Linked DNA regions of Mus musculus: regions 1, 2, 4, 5 and 6 are each linked to region 3. Evidence: chromatin contacts called from public HiCAR-type, HiChIP or PLAC-seq and promoter capture Hi-C data. All regions are on one chromosome and are shown on one strand. Each heading gives the region's core, a stretch centred on a gene start, on an enhancer-like site or on the middle of the called end of the contact. The rest is flanking DNA. Distances are from core to core; before and after follow the strand shown. Region 1 has its middle 22 kb from the start of Lexis1. Region 2 has its middle 8.1 kb from the start of Mexis. Region 3 holds the start of Fsd1l (fibronectin type III and SPRY domain containing 1-like). Region 4 holds the start of Lexis1 (a long non-coding RNA gene). Region 5 overlaps Abca1 (ATP-binding cassette, sub-family A (ABC1), member 1). Region 6 holds the start of Abca1 (ATP-binding cassette, sub-family A (ABC1), member 1).

Region 1 (2,736 bases), core at 113-2,612, 440 kb after region 3:
TGATTAAAAGCTCAACAGAGATCCCCTCATAACAAATACTGCTTTTCTGCACACCCTCTTCTACGCAGCTCTGTATGCCTTGCCCCTCGATTTTGTATGATCTACACCTCTGTTTTCATCTCTCCTTCTCCTGACCCACACTGGTGCAACCTGAAGAGCAGATAGAGGATTCCTGCACTTTGTTTTTTGTTGTTGTTTGAGACGGATTCTCACTAGGAGGCCCTGGCTGGCCTGGAACTCATGATAATAGAGCAGGCTAACTTAGAACTCATAGAGATCTATTATTTGCCTGCCTTCCCAGTGCTGAGGTTAGAGACATGGGCAACAAGGCCAGGGGATTTCATCACTTATATGCCTATTTGACATTTGTGTTAGCATTGCTGATGCAAGGAATAACAGCACTACATTTGCAGAATGGGAGATTGCAAATACACAGACAGTGTGGCTCACTCTTCTCTCTGAGAAATGAAGGGCACTTTAGAGCATAACCTGGTCACTCCCTTAGCTAAAATCTAATGCTTCTCTTTCCAGAGTCCAGCACAACGTGTTTGCTCAGTCTTAAGCATGTCTCCAAGCAACATCCTCTGTATTTGCTGGAAGGAGATTCACTCACTGAAAGGCAATTGCTCACTACTTTAAGAGCGGCTGTGGTCTGGACTGGCTATTCAGAAAGGCAGTCAACATCAGGTGCAGCCTTGGTCCCCTTTAGCTCTGTCTACTTTGATATGATGGAAAAGCAGATTTGTAACTCCTACAACTTTCAGTTTGGCGGTTCTGCCACTGACTACAGTCATAGATTCTCACCCGCTCTTTTGCATAACAATTGCCACCTCAAAGAACACAGGAAAGCTATGAGAGGCCCTTTAAGAATTAAAGACATCTAATCTATGCATTTACTTATCTATCATGTATGCGCATCGCTTGCGTTCCTTCCAAACACTTTCTAAGCTTCAGGTATCCAAGCTTCTATCTGGCTGGCTCCAGCTTTGCAAGACGAGGAAGAGCAGCAGTAGCAACGCCTGTACAGCCCGTGCCTTTTGCTGCCTGGAATGACCTGAAGCTGGCAAGGAGAGACAGTTTGAATTCCAGGCAGGCTAAAAGGCCTTGGCTGAAGAGCTGAGGATTTCACAACGCCGCAGGGAAAGCCTTTCCATAAAGAGATGAAGGGATATGGAAAAAACTGCAATTCTGCAAATTGGGAACAACTAGAAGGTGGAAGTGTCCTAGAAGTCCAGATGGGGTCCTAACGTGACCGTCTGCCTTCCTCGGTTTCCGTCACAACCTGCAAACCACACTATCACAAACTGTTACTATATACAGGGCCTAAGTCCCCTTCATCCCAGCTCTAGGGGAGTCAGAGGCTGTGTTGTCTACCTTCACGCGCATGCGCGCCTTCCAGATACTTTCTAAGCAGCAGCAGCAGCAGCGCCCAGATCCGGTGATTAAAGAAAATTCCTCTCATCTTATACCTTGAAATGATCAATGCGTAATCTGAAGCGGTCTCAGAGTCTGTGGTCTGTTAAGAGTCAATGAAATGGAAGGAGAGGACGAGTCAAGACTTGCTAGGGTCTGGAACTACAACTTCCAGCAGACACCGCGCTTTGTGTTTGGCTTTCTGGTGGGCGTGTCCAAGGCCTAGGACGCTTAAAGCGGCGAGACCTCTTGGGGCCAGATCTCTGCAGAGCTAGCCAGCTGGAGTGTTCCAGCCACAGGAGGCCTGCGAGCAGAATCCTTTTAGATCTGCTGTTGTCAATGAACTAGCAGTCAGTTCATTAGAAAGGACACCGGTTAAGCATTCCAAGCCTGTTTTGAAGTTCATCAGCTCTTTCTCTAGCTCTAGCTCCACAAATCCTAAGTTGTCCATTCAACAAATAAAAAACTTAGAAAATACCATCTGTAAAACCTGTTGTGTCAACACAATTGTTTTTCTGTTACTGGTATCCATAGGCAGTACTTAGTGTCCCACTTATTAAGACTCAGCGTGACCCACAAGGAATTCTTTAAAGAGAACCAGTGGATAAAGTAAAAACTTGATTTAAAATTTTGCTTTCGTTTTCTACTTCTTCTAATGGAGTGTCTTTAAAACATAGCATGCCTTCAAAGTGCATATTTTTAAAAAATGATTTACATTGTGACATACTCTTCAAATAGAACGCTTTCAAATACTGCTTTGCTTTTTCTTACAGGAAGACAACAACAAAAATGTTCTCTGGTAGCATAGTCTAGAACATCGGTTCTCAACCTGGGGGTCACAACCCTGCCCCCACACCTACCCCCACCCACACCCCAGACCTTTTCATAGAGGTCTCATATCAGGTATCCTGCATATTTACAATACTATGCATAGCACCAGCAACATTACAGTTATGAAGTAGTAACGAAATAATTTTATGATTGAGGGTCACCACTACATGAACAACTAGATTAAAGGGTCACAACATCAGGAAGGTTGGAAACCACTGTTCTAGAAGGTGCCATTGGTTCTAACAAAGCAATGACAGTGGTTTCCTTGAGCTGGGTAGTTACTCTGATCAGATTCTTCTTGGCATCTTATTGGTTCAAGGCACTGAAAGTGAAGACGTCCCCAACTCTCTTCCCACCCCAGCTCCTAACTAACCCTGAGTTCTTATTGGCACTAATAAACAACCTCTCCCTGCTGCCAACTCTCCCTTTTTTAAATTTTGCAAACAAATAGAATGTAAGGACCTCTAAGGGAACCAATTTCGGACCTGAATG
Region 2 (2,800 bases), core at 201-2,700, 350 kb after region 3:
AATAGGGAGGTACCCTGAATGCCACTGTCTCCGAACCCCAAAGTCACTGTGTAACCATTTGACTGAGCTGCAACACACTTAGGAAGAGAATATCTCGACTGTTCTCAATGCTGGCTCAATGATGAACTTCACACGTTATTTAAGCCTCTACCACAGAGCTACATTACCAGCCTCCAGGCCTTCTGTGACCATGTGGATGGAGGGTTTGGACTGATTGTTTGTTACAAGGAGATTCAACTTGCCTTTCAAATTTCCTGGCCAGAATGTCTGCCATTAGAAGCCCCAGAGATAAGTCCGTCTGATAGCCACAGGCTGGAACACCTAAGGGGTGGAAACCTGCACTCCAGAGGGCTGAGGTGAGAGCATGTCTGGCAGGCTTGAACAATTAAGTTGAGGCAGACATGGCTGGAGCCAAGCTGGCTTGTCTGGGGAAAGTGGGGGGTGAAGTCAGAGCAACGAGGGGGAGGAATGGAAGATGTGAGGGTCTTGGTAATGATGTTGGCTTGTCTTTGTGCACAATGAGAAGCCATTGGCACGTTTTAGACACCAAAGTAAGCTGATCTAATGTTGTTTTGTTTTGTTTTTTTAACATGATTTCTTGTATTAAAAATAGACTCTAGAAGTTACTGGCTTTGACAGATTGAAAGAATGAATGAATTCATTCTCACACTAAGTGTAACTCTTTACACTAACGGATTTTCTAGGTGTGACCTTGCTATAGTGTATTCATTCATTCATTCATTCATTCGTTCAGTATTCATTCAACAATGAGGCTGAATACTGGGTATAACGTGAGCCACTGGGCTTGTTCCTGGATTAGATATGAATTGTTAGAGAAAGAGGCTCAGTACATTTTATGGACAGAAAACTTGGAAAGCTTGAGTAGCTTATTAACTGAGACAGGAGCCACTATAGCAGGGCCACTAGAAAATCTGTTAGTATAAGTAAAGAGTTACACTTAGTGTGAGAGGTATTTATTCATTCATTCATTCTTTCAATCTGTCAAATACTAAACGAGCACAGTAAACCAGGTTCCATGCTTGGCACTGGGAATTAAATGCAGGAGGAAAATATAGCACTCATGGTTTGGTAAATCGAGGCCTTACAGGTCAGTACGGTGAAGGTTATGGTGACTAGAGAAGGGCTGCTTCTGAGGCCGAAGTGAAGAAGGAAGAAGAAAAGAAGGAGAGGAGGGAAGGGGACACACAGAAGAGGAGAGAGAGCTCCTCCTAGAAGCCTCTCTAAGGGGTTCACTGTTAGTCTCATTGAGGTCTTTCCATACCGTTGTGAGAGCTCGTGATATCCGGCATTTTGAAGAAGTGCATCCTGATCTCCTAATATGAAGAGAAAGCCAGGCTTATGTCAAAACCGCAGTACAGATCCCTGTGATATGAACTCAGCGAAGCTGTCAGAATCCTTTTTTGTCCCTTCACCTAAATTCAAGCTGTGGGCTGTCCCAGTCTACTTGGCAGGAAATCAAAGGGGTGACTGTGAGGTGGCTCTGTCGCTTTCTGTACTGAAGGTTTTGCTCTGCTGATTACCTTTCCCCAGGGGCATAGATAGGGCAGAAAAGGGGAACCACAGTCGCTGTGGCTTTGAAGCCAGAGTCCCCACCATTCGCAGACACAGTTACAAAAATACAGCTTGGGTTAGTGCTTAAGTCTTCTTGGGAGACGGGCAGAGAGAGGCATGTGGCAATGCCGTGAATAATTTCTTCTTCCACTCCAAGGGAGGATTATCTCCCTTTTATGGGTGAGAGATTTAATAGCACATCCCAGCTCAGTTAAGTAGCAGAGCCAATCTCTGCAGCCTTGGCAAGAGAACCTAAAGTGAAATGGAGAAAGAGGTAGGTTTGTGGCAGCTCAGAGGCTGCTTAGAGGCACAGAGGTCCCAGAGGAGTAGAAGGTGCGTGGAGAACAAAACTGATGGGCTCTGTCACATAAACAACAGGCTCACCAGAGTTCATCTCTTTCTGAGAAGAGTTCCGGTCAAGAAAACAAACCCTGTCTGGCAGAGGGATGCCCAGATTCCTGACTCTGCTGAGATGCCTCCTGCATGATTTTGTCTAGTTTTCAATCTGTCATCTTGTAAAATAATAATGTTAAAAGTATGACACTAGCTGCTTCCTTATCATAAAAGCAACCCATGACTTTATGAAAAATCACAAACCAAACATTTGTAAGAATTACAAATTTATACATGATCTGAAGATTTTGAATTCCATAATGAACTTACTTCCAGAGTTTTAGAATTTATCTGCTGCTAACACAGCATGCTGCCTTATTCCCCTTTTTCATGTACAGTCCAAGTTTTAGAAAATAGAGGAAGGTATTGGGCAAAATACCTTCTAGAAAGTAAATCATGTGAATTTTCCCTTCCTTCCTTCCTTCCTTCCTTCCTTCCTTCCTTCCTTCCTTCCTTCCTTCCTTCCGTCCTTCTCTCTTCCCTTCCTTCTTTTCTTCCTTCTCTCCCAGCCTCTTTTCTTCCTACCTGTTTGGCTCCCTCCTTCCTTCTTTACCCTCTCCCTCCCCCATCTTTTCTCTCTCTCTCTCTTTCTCTCTCTCTCTCTCTCTCTCTCTCTCTCTCTCTCTCTTTCTTTCTTTTTCTTTTTTTCTTACTTTCCACAGCATGCCATGTAGCTCAAGCTTACCTTAAATTCAACATTTAGCTAAGGATAACTTTGAACTTCTTTCAAATTCTCCTGACCTCACCTCCTGAGTGCTGGAATGTGAGATGTCAAGCCTGTTTGGTTTCCTCTTTACTCTTTTGTTTTATATCCTTGAAGGGTCCACATTAGCCC
Region 3 (2,700 bases), core at 95-2,594:
TGCGCTGCATACAGGTAGCAAACACACTGCACCCTGAAACTCATCTTTCCGGATTCTCCAGGCACTTGCTCTTCTTCCTTTTGACCTTTGCTAATGCCCACTTAAATATCACATGATGCCTTTCCTCTAATAAGTCATGCAATGTTTTATCAGCCTAACAGAGAATCCTTTAAATTTATACACACTCAAAATACACATTCTTAGACATACTAGTAATCTCTTTAAAAGATACTATAGTATAGTTGTGGAAATAATAATTGGATATACCCAAATGAATGGGTCTCAAGGCAAGCTCAGAAAGATGAATCCAGGTAAGAATTGCAGTTTTTCTCTAACTCTTTCTGGCACTTTCTATGCAATAATAAAAAAAGAATGGCCTCTTAGAAATGCCCTTGTTTTCCCTGATGTATTATTAATAACACTTGTGTTTTTCTTTCCTATACCGCAATGTATTGCAATTACACTATAACATAACAAAGATAGCAAGGTGGCTTACTTTTTTAATACAGGAATTACTACTGAATATTAAAAATTCAGTTGCAATTGTATTCAGTGCACTATTTGCTTAATTAAAAAAGGCTATTGTGTAACTCTTTCCTTAAACTTGTTCTCAAAGTACTAAACATTCCGAAACAAGACTACTGGCCAGCCTCACCAACTGAAGGACGAGGGTGGGGCAGCGGCCCTGACAACTGCCTTTTTCCTCAATTAGGCAAACACTGAGATCTGCTTATAAATAAACCACTAGCAAGGCAGTGGGCAGATGTACAAAGGAGATTCAGTCCCCGGACCTACAGCGCAGAGACCATGCTGAAGACACGGTGGAAGAAAAGAGACACCAGCTTCCGCGCGGGCGGGGATCCCCCCACGCGAGGCCGAGCCTTGGTCCTCACTCCAACCGAGGAGGGACCCACCCTCGGAGCACGCCGCGGGCAGCGGGAAGAAAGGGGCCTAGCGCCCGCAGAGGGCGGCAGAGACCCGGGTGCGGCTCGCGGTTTCCTCCCCGCAGTGCCTTCCCGGAGCCAAGAGCAGGACAGAGGTCGTCCGGGGTCCCGGGCGCGGCCATCGCTCCCTGCGGGCTCTCAGGTCCCGTCGGGTCGGGTCGGGTCGGGTCGGGTGGGTCCCAGGCCCGGCCTCGTCCTCCGCGCCCAGCCCCGCGCGCCCCGCCCACCCTCTCGGCCCCGCGCTGCGCCCCCGCTTACTTTCTGCGAGTCCATGGCTAGGGACTAAGCCCTCCGGGCCGAACTTGTCACCGGAGCTGAGTGAGAAGCTGGAGGAGCCTTAGAGACCCGCTACCTCTGCCGCCGTCAGCCTTGTCCCGTCCCGCAGAGATCCCGCCCGTCCGCGCCCAACCCGCGCGCGCGCCGCTACCGAGCCGCGGTTGCCAGGGTGAAAGGGCGGCCCGCGGGAGGGTGGGGTGCGAGCGCGCCACGCATGCGCATGCGTGCGCCGACACCCGCACCGGCGGAGAGGATGGAGCGCTGCCTGGCCGCCTGCGTCTTCCTTCTGCAACTGCTTCTTTCTTTGCATCCTTTTTCCTGTGCCATCGCTGCGGGCCTTGCAATGAACCATTGGGCACCCAGCAGCCAGGTCGTGCGGAGAGCCTGGGAGCTAGCTCAGCCCGGGACGCATCCTTCACCTGCAGCGTCTCTCCACTTAGCCTTGGTAGGCCAGGCCCAGTGATCCAGCTGGAATAAACACGCTAGGATGGAGAGGCCGCGGAAACATGTGGAAGGGTCTTCAGGGAGCGTGGTGGAAACCTTAAAGGGCTCTGGGACAAGGGGTAGAAAGAAGTTACAGATACGTGGGTATGGGACCACATGGGCTTTGTTGCCTGGTCAACCTTGCCCTACTAGTATCTTGCTACCTTGTAAGCAAGTCTTTTTCCGTGACCTGTGTCATCAATGAAATAGAATGAATGCAGACCTCGCAGAGGACAGCTTAAATCCTGTGTTTGAACTCCCCAGAGCATGGAGTAAATGAGAGTGGGACAGCACATTAGAATCTGCTCAGGACGGGTGGAGCTGGCAGTGCAGACCAGAAAGCTTGGGGAGAAGACTTGGAAAGGTTCTCCAGAAAGGCAGGCTTCATCTCCATTTAGGTGACTCAAGAAAAATTCTTCTGGGTGTTCACATCCTAATGGAATAAAAGGGAAACGAGTATGAATGAGCCTTACGAACCGGTTCTGCCCTTCTACACAAATCCTCAGTGAAAAGGCCTGCTTCTCAAAGAGCTTACAATCTAAGGTGGGAAATGACAATACAAATCCATGAGGCTGTTAGAAGAAAAGTTTGTAAGAGAAATCAGGGAGGAGGAAGATAGATCAGTGGGCAGACATGAGTACCAGAGTCTGTATACCCAGAACCTGGTACCCACATAAAAGCCAAGTGACCACAGACACACACCAGCACACAGGTGCCCCCACTTGTGTGCCCACACATTGTAATACCCTCGACCAAAGCACACACATGAAAAAATTAACAAAGGAGGAAATTGCATGAGGTAAATGGAAGAAATAAAGTAAACAATTAAATTGCACAGAGTTAATAGACTCCGAAGAGGTGGGGTGCAATTTCCTGACATTACGCAGGAATGACCTGGGTAAGGGTTATATGAAAGGGGTTGAGGAAGAATATCTAGTTAGAAGGACAGTTAAGAATCAAGACCTTGGAGAGGCAGGAGCTGTTTTAGATGAATCAT
Region 4 (2,700 bases), core at 170-2,669, 410 kb after region 3:
GGAGAATTCAATTATAACCATCCAGCTCAGGGTTCAAGTATGTTCAAAGCTCTCAGCATGTGGGACTCTCAACAGGGTAATGATTCAAGTTCCAGGCAGCCATCTTCTTGCCAATGGCAACAGAGGCATCCAACAGCCTCCACGTCTCCCCTGGTCACCTCAGCAAGGCATGCAGACAGGGTTACTTTCGGGCAAGGGTAGCCCAATTGCAGCCTTTGTTTTAATCAGCCTGAGCAGCAACTCAGTGGAGGGCCCATGAGGCGGTGACATTCCAACTCCCTGAGACACTCAAGGGAGCAGATTCTTGGAAAGAGATGGGAGTGGGAGGAGGCTGGCCCACTTCTATTTCCTTTCCTCTGTCTCCAAGGCTCCTTCAGGAAGGGAGGACACCTGCTGCTCTCTCCAGCTCTTTGCAATTCTGAGGAATAGCCCAGAATTAAGGGATAGACAGAAGTAATAAGAGTGGGATCAGGTCCCTGCCCTCCCCTCCTGTCTGATATGCTTCTAGCTACATAGGCAACTGTAATGGGAAGGATGCTAATGGCTTCCACCAAGCCCAAAGATGGGGAGACTCCCAGATGTCTATAACTGCTCTGACCTTACAAGAAAAGCCACTGTTCGTATACTCTCCCGGCTCCCTCTCCTCTTTTTCTCTCTCATTGCTCTCTGAGCAGAAGGTGAGATGCCAGTCTGTGGGCCAGCCAGTCCTTTGATCTTGGCTTATCAGTGGGAAATTTACTGGTATTGTGGCACAGCAGTTTGAGCAGACTGTGCCAGACTCAGTACAGGATTTCCAGGGGAAGCAAGGCATTCTCCGCCTTCGGTGCTTACCACCTGTTTTCAGCGATGGACACATTCCAGACTGGGTGCCAGTTAGGGCTGCTGAATGGATATAAAAGCCCTCGTGTTGGGGAACGTCACAAACAAGCAGTCACTTCAGCCTGCCAGACACAGTGACAGCTTCTCTTTGAGACGCCTGGGGTTGAAAAAAACTCTAGCTGTTCTTTTATGAGCTCACTCCAATAAACAGCAAATTTATCAAGTGTGAGCAGTATTTCTGCCCTCAATGAACGAAGAACCCAAAGGGTAGCAGGTACCTTCATCAGAAAGGATAGAGTAACTTCTTATCGGAGGTCTTGCCAAAACGCACTCTATTTACCTGTTATTTACTCTGGAGCAGGTTTCTGGAACTCCCTGGGTCTCAGTTTCCTTTCTCATTACTTCAACAGATCTCTAAATTTAAAAAACGCAAGTGACGCTTTCCACATCATAGTAGCCATATTAAATAGTATGCCATAACTGTTTTTCTCCACCCCTTGCACAATTCCAGGTCCTCATTTGTTTACAGAGTGCCAGTTGCCAAGTTCTCCAAATCTCCTCCATTCGGGCATCCTTACATTACTTTAGCTCAGGCATCATCCACAGAAGTAAGTGCTTGCTTAAAGAAACTTGCTGCGTCTGGAAGGGCACAGGACAGGTCCTGCAGCAGGCCTGCCTGGGCCTTGGCCCAGCGGTGCCTGCTAGTTACCTTTCACCTACTTCTGCAGCGGCAGCCTAGCGGGGTAACTCCAGGTCAGACTTGGATCTCTGCGCGCCTGCGCAGAGCTGGCTGCCGGCTGCAGCTAAGCATCCCTAACGTTGTTTCTTTTTTCTTTCTTTTTTGGTGGTGGTTTCTGCTACTCTCGGAAATAAAGGCTGTGGGCCTTGCGGACGTGCTTTGATTTCTGTGTGGGCACGGTCCCAGGCCGGAGAGGGTAACCTGGACCTCTTCCCAAAGTTGTCACCTACCGCTAACACCCCCAGGCGCCCCATCCTTCCCTTCCCCCATTTCTGGACTTTCCGCTCCCCTCTCTCCCACAGCTTGGGGCTGCCCATCTCCTCGCCCCCAACCCCGCCCTGATCACTGCCCCTGGAAAAGAGCAAGGCTGACTCCGGAGCTAGAGAGGAGCACATTCGAGCGAGAAGCTACGTGGGTGCAAACAACACTCCAGTTTCTGCCCGGGAGGAGCCGGATCTAACAACTAGGTTGCAACCAGAGGAATCGCGCTAGTTGAAGGCGTCTAGGCTGCCGTGCGCCTCGGGGTTACTGCCGGGCATCGCGCGGGCGGGGCGGGCGCTAGGAGGGGCATGTCCTCGGCCTCAGGAACCATCATAATGGAAACACTCATAGGCATCTGGAGAGGTCTGAGGCTCTCATCCACACCAGCCTCGACGATAGGAGTCTGTGGTGGTCCTTCTGTTCTAGAAAGTGCCCTCTTTCCTGGCATCCCAAAAATCTGGGAGGGTCAAGGAGAAACTGATTTTCAAAAATACCCTTTCCTGCAGGAGTTCAAGCCCCTACCTACCGACCGACCTGTGGTCTCTGAAGTTGGACAATGCTCCCCAACAGGTGCAAACAGAATACCTGTTTGACCGGGCTTTGTCTCTAGGTAAGGTGAAAGGACTATGCTGCGCCCTTACATCTCTGGGTTAAGCATCGTTAACAGTAGAACTTGGTAGTTCATCTGATGGTCCCTGGGCTTTTTAGCATTGGAGGTGAGCAACTCTACAATTTTCAGCCCGTTGTGTCATGTTGCCCCTCTGTCCCACAAGACCTCCAGGGAACAGTGCTAAGCTGAATTAATTACCTTCAAAGTGAGGCCTGTGTTGTGTGAGTGGACATTTTGAGGTCTGCTAGGTTTTTTTGAAAGATGACAACTT
Region 5 (2,700 bases), core at 137-2,636, 500 kb after region 3:
ACCTCCTGAGTGGTCTAAGGTTTCTTCTGGTGCTTTGCTGCCAGAGCTGTGGGTACCATCCGACTGTTCTTTCAGTGGATGAACCTATTCTGACCACATGCTGCTTTGTGGTGCTAAGTGTGGGGCTACAGAGGTGTCCTGAACACAAGGCTTGCTTTACTGGGTCGGATATGTGATGAGGTAGAAGGCATGTGTCTCTAGCATAGCACTGTGAGAGGCAGCCTGGTGGGTACTGCACAGATTTAGACATTAAGATTGGGGTTCCAATGGCTCATAATTTTTCTGGTCCTCCAATCATCATTTATAAAAATAGTACTATTGCAGCCTTTGTGAGCGAACTGTTGGGAACAAGAGGCACACAAATCACTAAGTGTCTATAGATGTTCAGTATTCGCTATAACGGCTACCTGTCTGCAGGGTGTTAGTTTATCTTGTGTCTGTGGAACCTGTAGACATTTTTAGTCCATGCTGCGTAGGGAGATTTTATTTGTTTCCTACCGGAGATGCTTGTCTTTGTCAAATAGAATTTCATGTGACCTCTGGAATCAAGTACAGCTGGCTGCCGGTCTTGGCTCTGCTCTGACTAGTGCTGTGGCTGGCCGTTCCTTAAGCAGTAGACTTTTCAGTATAAAATGGGAAGAATAATGGTTCCATGCCCACAATGATGTTCTGAGGATTAATGGAAGTCAACTGTGTAAAATGAGCCCAGTACATATGGAGCTCTCCCTAAATGGTAGCTCCGATTTATCCTGTTAGTTGAAATAGTGGCTTCGGAGTGTCAAGATGAATGACTTCCTGTATATTCTCTGTTCAGTTTTATACTTTTCAGGCTTCATTATTCTGTAATTCATCACAGCCATGTCATTATAGAAAGCTTTATTTCTATGTTTGCTTAGCAATGTGTGCGAGTGGTTTTATAAAGATGCAGGCTTAGAATGTATTGGGTTCTGTGTCCTGTGTTCTTGGATAGTGAAAGCTGGGTTTCATAAATGTTGCTGTAATAACCAAGTAATCTATTATTGCCCATTAGATGTATGCTTATGTAACCATTTTTCCTTTGTTGTGTGATTGAGTTATTTGTTTACAACACTTTACAGTTATAGCACTTCAAATCATGTATACGGCTTTTGGGGATTGAGTTGTTTTCTTATTTAGTTTGCTCCTTCGGATGAATTCTCAGGAGGATGACAGTTGTTCAAAGGGGTAAATGTGCCTTTTGAATGCATATTGCCAAACTTCTTTCCCAGAGGGGTCAGCCGATTTTTGTTTCTGTCTTTCTGATTTTGAAAGCTTCAGTTCACTCTCTTACCCAATATATGCTTACCGTGTCATGCTTAGCCCTTAACCATGTTGCGGATTTGCTGAGAACACAGTAACAGAAGGGAGAGCCTCATATGTAAACACAGCTCTTGTGCCACAGGCTGATAAAGGCACAGCATACCTGGATCTCAGAGGAAGGGCTCCAGCCTTACTGGTAGAGAAGTTATTTTCAGTGTTCAGGAAATCCAGGCTGTGTTCTCTGGTAGAAAGTCATCCCCGACTCCTGCCCCTGAGCAGTTTACAGAGGTGTAAGGGACAATAAAAATTGTATGGTGTCATGGTTTGCAATCCGTGCCCATCACCCTCTCCCAAAGGAGTAGTAAATCTATTTTCTATGAAGGAAAAGAGAAGAGGCTGAGTGTTGTTTGCAAACGTAGAGGTTTTGTTCCTTCTTTGGGATTATTTACAGACATCTTTAGTAAGATTCGTCTTTTCTTCCCTGGTCCTTGCCATTTTCTCTTTTAATGTGCTCTTTGTATAAACTACTCTTTATAGTTTGTGGTAGTAGGGGTTCACGAACCGAAGGAAGTATAAAAACTTCATGTTTTTGTTCTGGAACATGCATAGCTACTATCTTGTTTCAGTTCCTCCCTGAAGATCCCAAAATGAGCTTGATGTAAAGTCATACCAAAGTTCTTAGAAAATTCAAAGTTCCTTATTTAAACTAGGAAAAACAAACATGGTTAAAAAAACAAACAAAAAACAAAACAAAACAAAACAAAAAGCCCAAATGCCCCTAATACTCTAAAGTACCAGTTACCCAGAGAGAGTTTACTTCTGATCTCGTCATAGAAGGGGGAATACCAAGAGACCATGACAGATCGCAATTAATAAGACTGTACTCTACAATGAAATGTGTCCCTGTTGAGATAGATGTTAATTAAGAGTGCTATGTGGGAGCCAGTGACTGAAGCAGATCATCTCGGGCTTGGGGGAGATGTGAGAGAGGAACTGTTTAGGTTTGTGGGAATGTGAGCACAGGAGGACTTCCTAGCTCAGGCAGAAAGAAGCATGGCTGAGTCTTGAAACCTGGGTAGAAGGGAGCCTTAAAGACACAGGTGTGGAATGGGATGTTACAGGATACCACCCACAATTCAATGCACTTCAAGTTTGGAGAGTGAAGGGAGTCAGAAGTGCCAGAAGTCAGTCAATTGCTGAATTGCTCTGTGGGTTTCTCAGTCCAGTAGTAGCTGGCTACCATGTTATCATTTAAAATTCACGATCTTGTGTTTTATTTTCTGTTCAGTGTCAGCTGTTACTGGAAGTGGCCTGGCCTCTCTTTATCTTCCTGATCCTGATCTCTGTACGCCTGAGCTACCCACCCTACGAACAACATGAGTGTGAGTATCTGTGGACCACGCCTGAGTCTCAGTGATGGCT
Region 6 (2,700 bases), core at 144-2,643, 470 kb after region 3:
TCCTTTCCCCTTAGGCGTTTTCCTTTGTACACAGATGGTCACACATATTATTTTAAATTCTTTGCCAGTGCTGGACTTTTAAAAGTCTGGCATAGGAAATGGTTTATAGGGTATGGATGTCACTAGAGATTGGCACTGATGTTCAGTCAGTAGGATTCTGGTGTTGGCACTCTTCTTCCGAGGACTTCAAAAGTTCCAACGAAATTCATTTTCAGAAAACTCTGAGGCAGAGAGAACGTTCTCTCTTGAGAGACAGGAAGCAAGGGCCAAGGATGTAGCTCTCAGCTGGCTGAATGCTTGCCTGCTATGCAAGAGGCTGGGTTCCATCTCTCCGCACTGTACAAATGTGGGTGTGGTACTCTGTTCCTGTAATTTTAGGCCTTGGGAGGCAAGAGGATTAGGAATTCAAGGTTATTGAGTTTATGAGCAGACTACATGAGACTCTGTCTCAATTAAAACAAATAAAATAGAGGCAGAAAAACTTTATCTAACTTTGGTCGTTTGACATCATCAAAACCCACTCTTGTGACCACAGCTGCCCCTTGTGGCTTATAGGTACCTATTACTAGTGGAGTGTGTGTGTGTGTGTGTGTGTGTGTGTGTAGAAGGTGCAGACTAGGTCCCTGGAAGGTGTGTGTGTGTGTGTGTGTGTGTGTGTGTGTGTGTGTGTGTGTGTGTAGAAGGTGCAGACTAGGTCCCTGGAAGGTAGAGATCTTCTCTTCAAAATCAATGTAAAGGTTTGAGGCAGACACCAAAATAGGCTGATATTCACTGTCCATTCCACATCCCTTCCCCCAATCTAGGACTTTTAAAGGAAGAAAAGGAAGAGACCGAAAATGGTTGGCATCTGGGGGTGGGGTGGGGTGGGGAGTTTTCCTTCCCAAGTTGGGGGCTGAGCAAACTAACAAAAGGAGAGGGGGGAGAGTGGGAGTAAGGGAGAGCGGGAGGGAGAGAGGAAGAGGGCATACACACACAAACAAAACAAACAAAACTCAAAAAGCAACACCCACAAAACCCCAAACAATTGCAGAAAGAGGAGTTTAGAGAACGAGCTTTTCCCCTTTCCTCCTCTGCCGGGAATGTGGAGTCCCTGGCTCAGCGCAAGTCCGGAGTTTCCCGTTTCCCGAAGGCTAGCAGGTCAGGGCCAGGGCTACAGAAAGCGGGCCCCACAAAGCTCTCACCATGCGCCCCCAGTGCCCGCTGCGGCGGCGCACTGTCGCCGGTTTAAGGGGCGGGCCATGTCTCCACGTGCTTTCTGCTGAGTGACTGAACTACATAAACAGAGGCCGGGAAGGGGGCGGGGGAAAGAGGGAGAGAACAGCGTTTGACCGGTAGTAACCCCGGCGCTCGGCACAGCCGAATCTATAAAAGGAACTAGTCGCGGCAAAAACCAGTAATTCCGAGGGCGAGCGAGCGGGCCGGGACCGGCAGAGCCCACTTCTCTCCGCGGCGCAGCGCAAAGCTGGGCAGGGGGCGCCGCGGGACCCGCGCAACCACAGCCGGCTTGGGGAGCTGCTCTGCTCCCTGTTTCCCCCCACTTTTTTCTTCCCCTTTCTGGAAGGGTTTGTGCAGGGGTAGGGAAAACAGACTCAAACAGCAAAGTGGAAAACAGGTAAGAGGTTCTTCAGTGACTTGGGCATTTTGTTTCGGGGCCAAGGAAGCGTTGGGAAGCTCTCCGTTTTGGGGACACTGGGGGGACTCGAACTCCCATGTACCTTACTTCTGGGGATGCAAATAGTACAGGGGAGGCATAAACAGGGAAAGAATGTTCTGGGACGGGCCCTGTCGACCCTGGGACTCAGAACTGCCGCACTCGGGTCTCCCGGAATCGGAGACCAGCGAGAGCATCTCCGGCGTCGGAGACTCGCCTCTTGGGCGCAGTGTGAGCCAAGGTTCCCGGACGTCCTCGGGGTACAGCCAGTGGGGTAGGGAGAAGGGAATCCTCTACAAAGGGTCTCCTTTTGTCTGGCGCGGGGTAGGCCGTCGCCCACAAGTGTCACATCTGAGTCCTCACTCCATTATTTAACTGGTTTGTGTTGGCCTCTGACTTGGAGGTTCTCTTCCCGGGACTGGGACTGCATGTCCTTGTTTCCAAAGAACTCTAGTAGGAAGTGTCCTAAACGGGGTCTTTTATGTTACTGCTGCTTGAGTTCTCTGGGCTTTGTTCGACTCCGGGGTCCTGCCCACAGGCTTCCTGCGCTCTGGAGGGCTGCAGTCCCTGGCGCAAAGTGGGAGACCACTTTTGTTCCTTCTAAAGACAGAAAACTTAAGAGAGTCTGCAGAAACCCGAAACTGGGGTGCCCAATCCACCCTCATCTTACTGCTTTTTGCTAGTCTTCCCTTGGGGAGACTTCGGGCTGAGCACCGATTGGGAAGCTGGGGCTAGGTTGTGCAGCCGAATGACCGCAAGTAACCCCATCGGGCAGCACAGAACTCGCAGCTCGGGTGCTGGGCCGGGCTCCGCCGCCAGGGGGTGGGGGCTGGGCGGCCTGCGGGTGGCCCCTGGAGACTGGCCCGCAGCGCCTCCTGGCCGGGTAGCCTAGGTATGGCCTGGTGCGGAGTGAGAGTCTCTAGTCCTTTTGCTTCACTGTGAATCTGGTCAAAACTGGTGTTTCCAAACTGGGAGGAAACCCGAGGCCAAGAAAGCCAGTCTATGTTTTCATGTTGTTGTTTTTTTCTTTTTTGTTTTTGTTTTTTGTT

Evidence for each region. Promoter capture Hi-C pulls out the DNA fragments that hold promoters and counts their contacts. HiCAR-type assays count read pairs that join an accessible place to other places. HiChIP or PLAC-seq counts read pairs in DNA pulled down with a chosen protein or histone mark.
Region 1: a promoter capture Hi-C map of liver shows a contact between it and region 3, with 2.3 times the contacts expected there. The contact joins the enhancer-like site here to the promoter of Fsd1l in region 3. A contact is called at or near these places in 15 of 39 promoter capture datasets (the 3T3-L1 cell line, the C10 cell line, cranial neural crest and 10 more), 5 of 115 datasets of contacts at active chromatin or transcription factors (astrocytes, embryonic forebrain, forebrain and 2 more) and 1 of 9 other capture datasets (embryonic stem cells).
Region 2: a promoter capture Hi-C map of liver shows a contact between it and region 3, with 3 times the contacts expected there. The contact joins the enhancer-like site here to the promoter of Fsd1l in region 3. A contact is called at or near these places in 14 of 39 promoter capture datasets (the 3T3-L1 cell line, the C10 cell line, cranial neural crest and 9 more).
Region 4: a HiCAR-type map of astrocytes shows a contact between it and region 3, with 2.3 times the contacts expected there. The contact joins the promoter of Lexis1 here to the promoter of Fsd1l in region 3. A contact is called at or near these places in 11 of 39 promoter capture datasets (the C10 cell line, cranial neural crest, embryonic stem cells and 7 more), 2 of 115 datasets of contacts at active chromatin or transcription factors (astrocytes and pancreatic cancer cells) and 1 of 9 other capture datasets (pancreatic islet).
Region 5: a promoter capture Hi-C map of liver shows a contact between it and region 3, with 2.2 times the contacts expected there. The contact joins the enhancer-like site here to the promoter of Fsd1l in region 3. A contact is called at or near these places in 16 of 39 promoter capture datasets (the 3T3-L1 cell line, 3T3-L1-derived adipocytes, the C10 cell line and 10 more), 6 of 115 datasets of contacts at active chromatin or transcription factors (SST interneurons, embryonic forebrain, embryonic hindbrain and 3 more) and 1 of 9 other capture datasets (embryonic stem cells).
Region 6: an H3K4me3 HiChIP or PLAC-seq map of embryonic stem cells shows a contact between it and region 3, with 4 times the contacts expected there. The contact joins the promoter of Abca1 here to the promoter of Fsd1l in region 3. A contact is called at or near these places in 9 of 39 promoter capture datasets (the C10 cell line, the HPC-7 cell line, cranial neural crest and 3 more), 3 of 484 Hi-C or Micro-C datasets (the N1E-115 cell line and embryonic stem cells), 3 of 115 datasets of contacts at active chromatin or transcription factors (astrocytes, embryonic stem cells and stem cell-derived neural progenitor cells) and 4 of 9 other capture datasets (adipose tissue, embryonic stem cells, liver and 1 more).

Annotation. Positions count from the first base shown.
Region 1 is chr4:53,195,052-53,197,787 of GRCm38.p6, reverse strand. No RefSeq gene overlaps it. Among named protein-coding and RNA genes, the nearest start is that of Lexis1, 22 kb to the left of the region's middle. Within about 2 kb of position 1,362, at least 288 of the 459 cell types and tissues checked have an H3K27ac peak or open chromatin away from gene starts, as enhancers often do. A contact at or near this core is called in astrocytes, embryonic stem cells, forebrain and 3 more, where this site is marked.
Region 2 is chr4:53,276,946-53,279,745 of GRCm38.p6, reverse strand. No RefSeq gene overlaps it. Among named protein-coding and RNA genes, the nearest start is that of Mexis, 8.1 kb to the right of the region's middle. Within about 2 kb of position 1,450, at least 85 of the 459 cell types and tissues checked have an H3K27ac peak or open chromatin away from gene starts, as enhancers often do. A contact at or near this core is called in liver and pre-B cells, where this site is marked.
Region 3 is chr4:53,630,115-53,632,814 of GRCm38.p6, reverse strand. It overlaps Fsd1l (fibronectin type III and SPRY domain containing 1-like), which reads right to left and starts at 1,344. Exons shown (of 13, transcript NM_001195284.1): 1 at 1,203-1,344. The coding sequence starts at 1,217.
Region 4 is chr4:53,217,080-53,219,779 of GRCm38.p6, reverse strand. It overlaps Lexis1 (a long non-coding RNA gene), which reads left to right and starts at 1,419. Exons shown (of 8, transcript XR_390567.4): 1 at 1,419-2,429.
Region 5 is chr4:53,132,882-53,135,581 of GRCm38.p6, reverse strand. It overlaps Abca1 (ATP-binding cassette, sub-family A (ABC1), member 1), which reads left to right. Exons shown (of 50, transcript NM_013454.3): 3 at 2,567-2,660. Among named protein-coding and RNA genes, the nearest start is that of Abca1, 26 kb to the left of the region's middle. Within about 2 kb of position 1,386, at least 14 of the 459 cell types and tissues checked have an H3K27ac peak or open chromatin away from gene starts, as enhancers often do. A contact at or near this core is called in liver, where this site is marked.
Region 6 is chr4:53,158,588-53,161,287 of GRCm38.p6, reverse strand. Abca1 (ATP-binding cassette, sub-family A (ABC1), member 1) reads left to right here and starts at 1,393. Exons shown (of 50, transcript NM_013454.3): 1 at 1,393-1,612.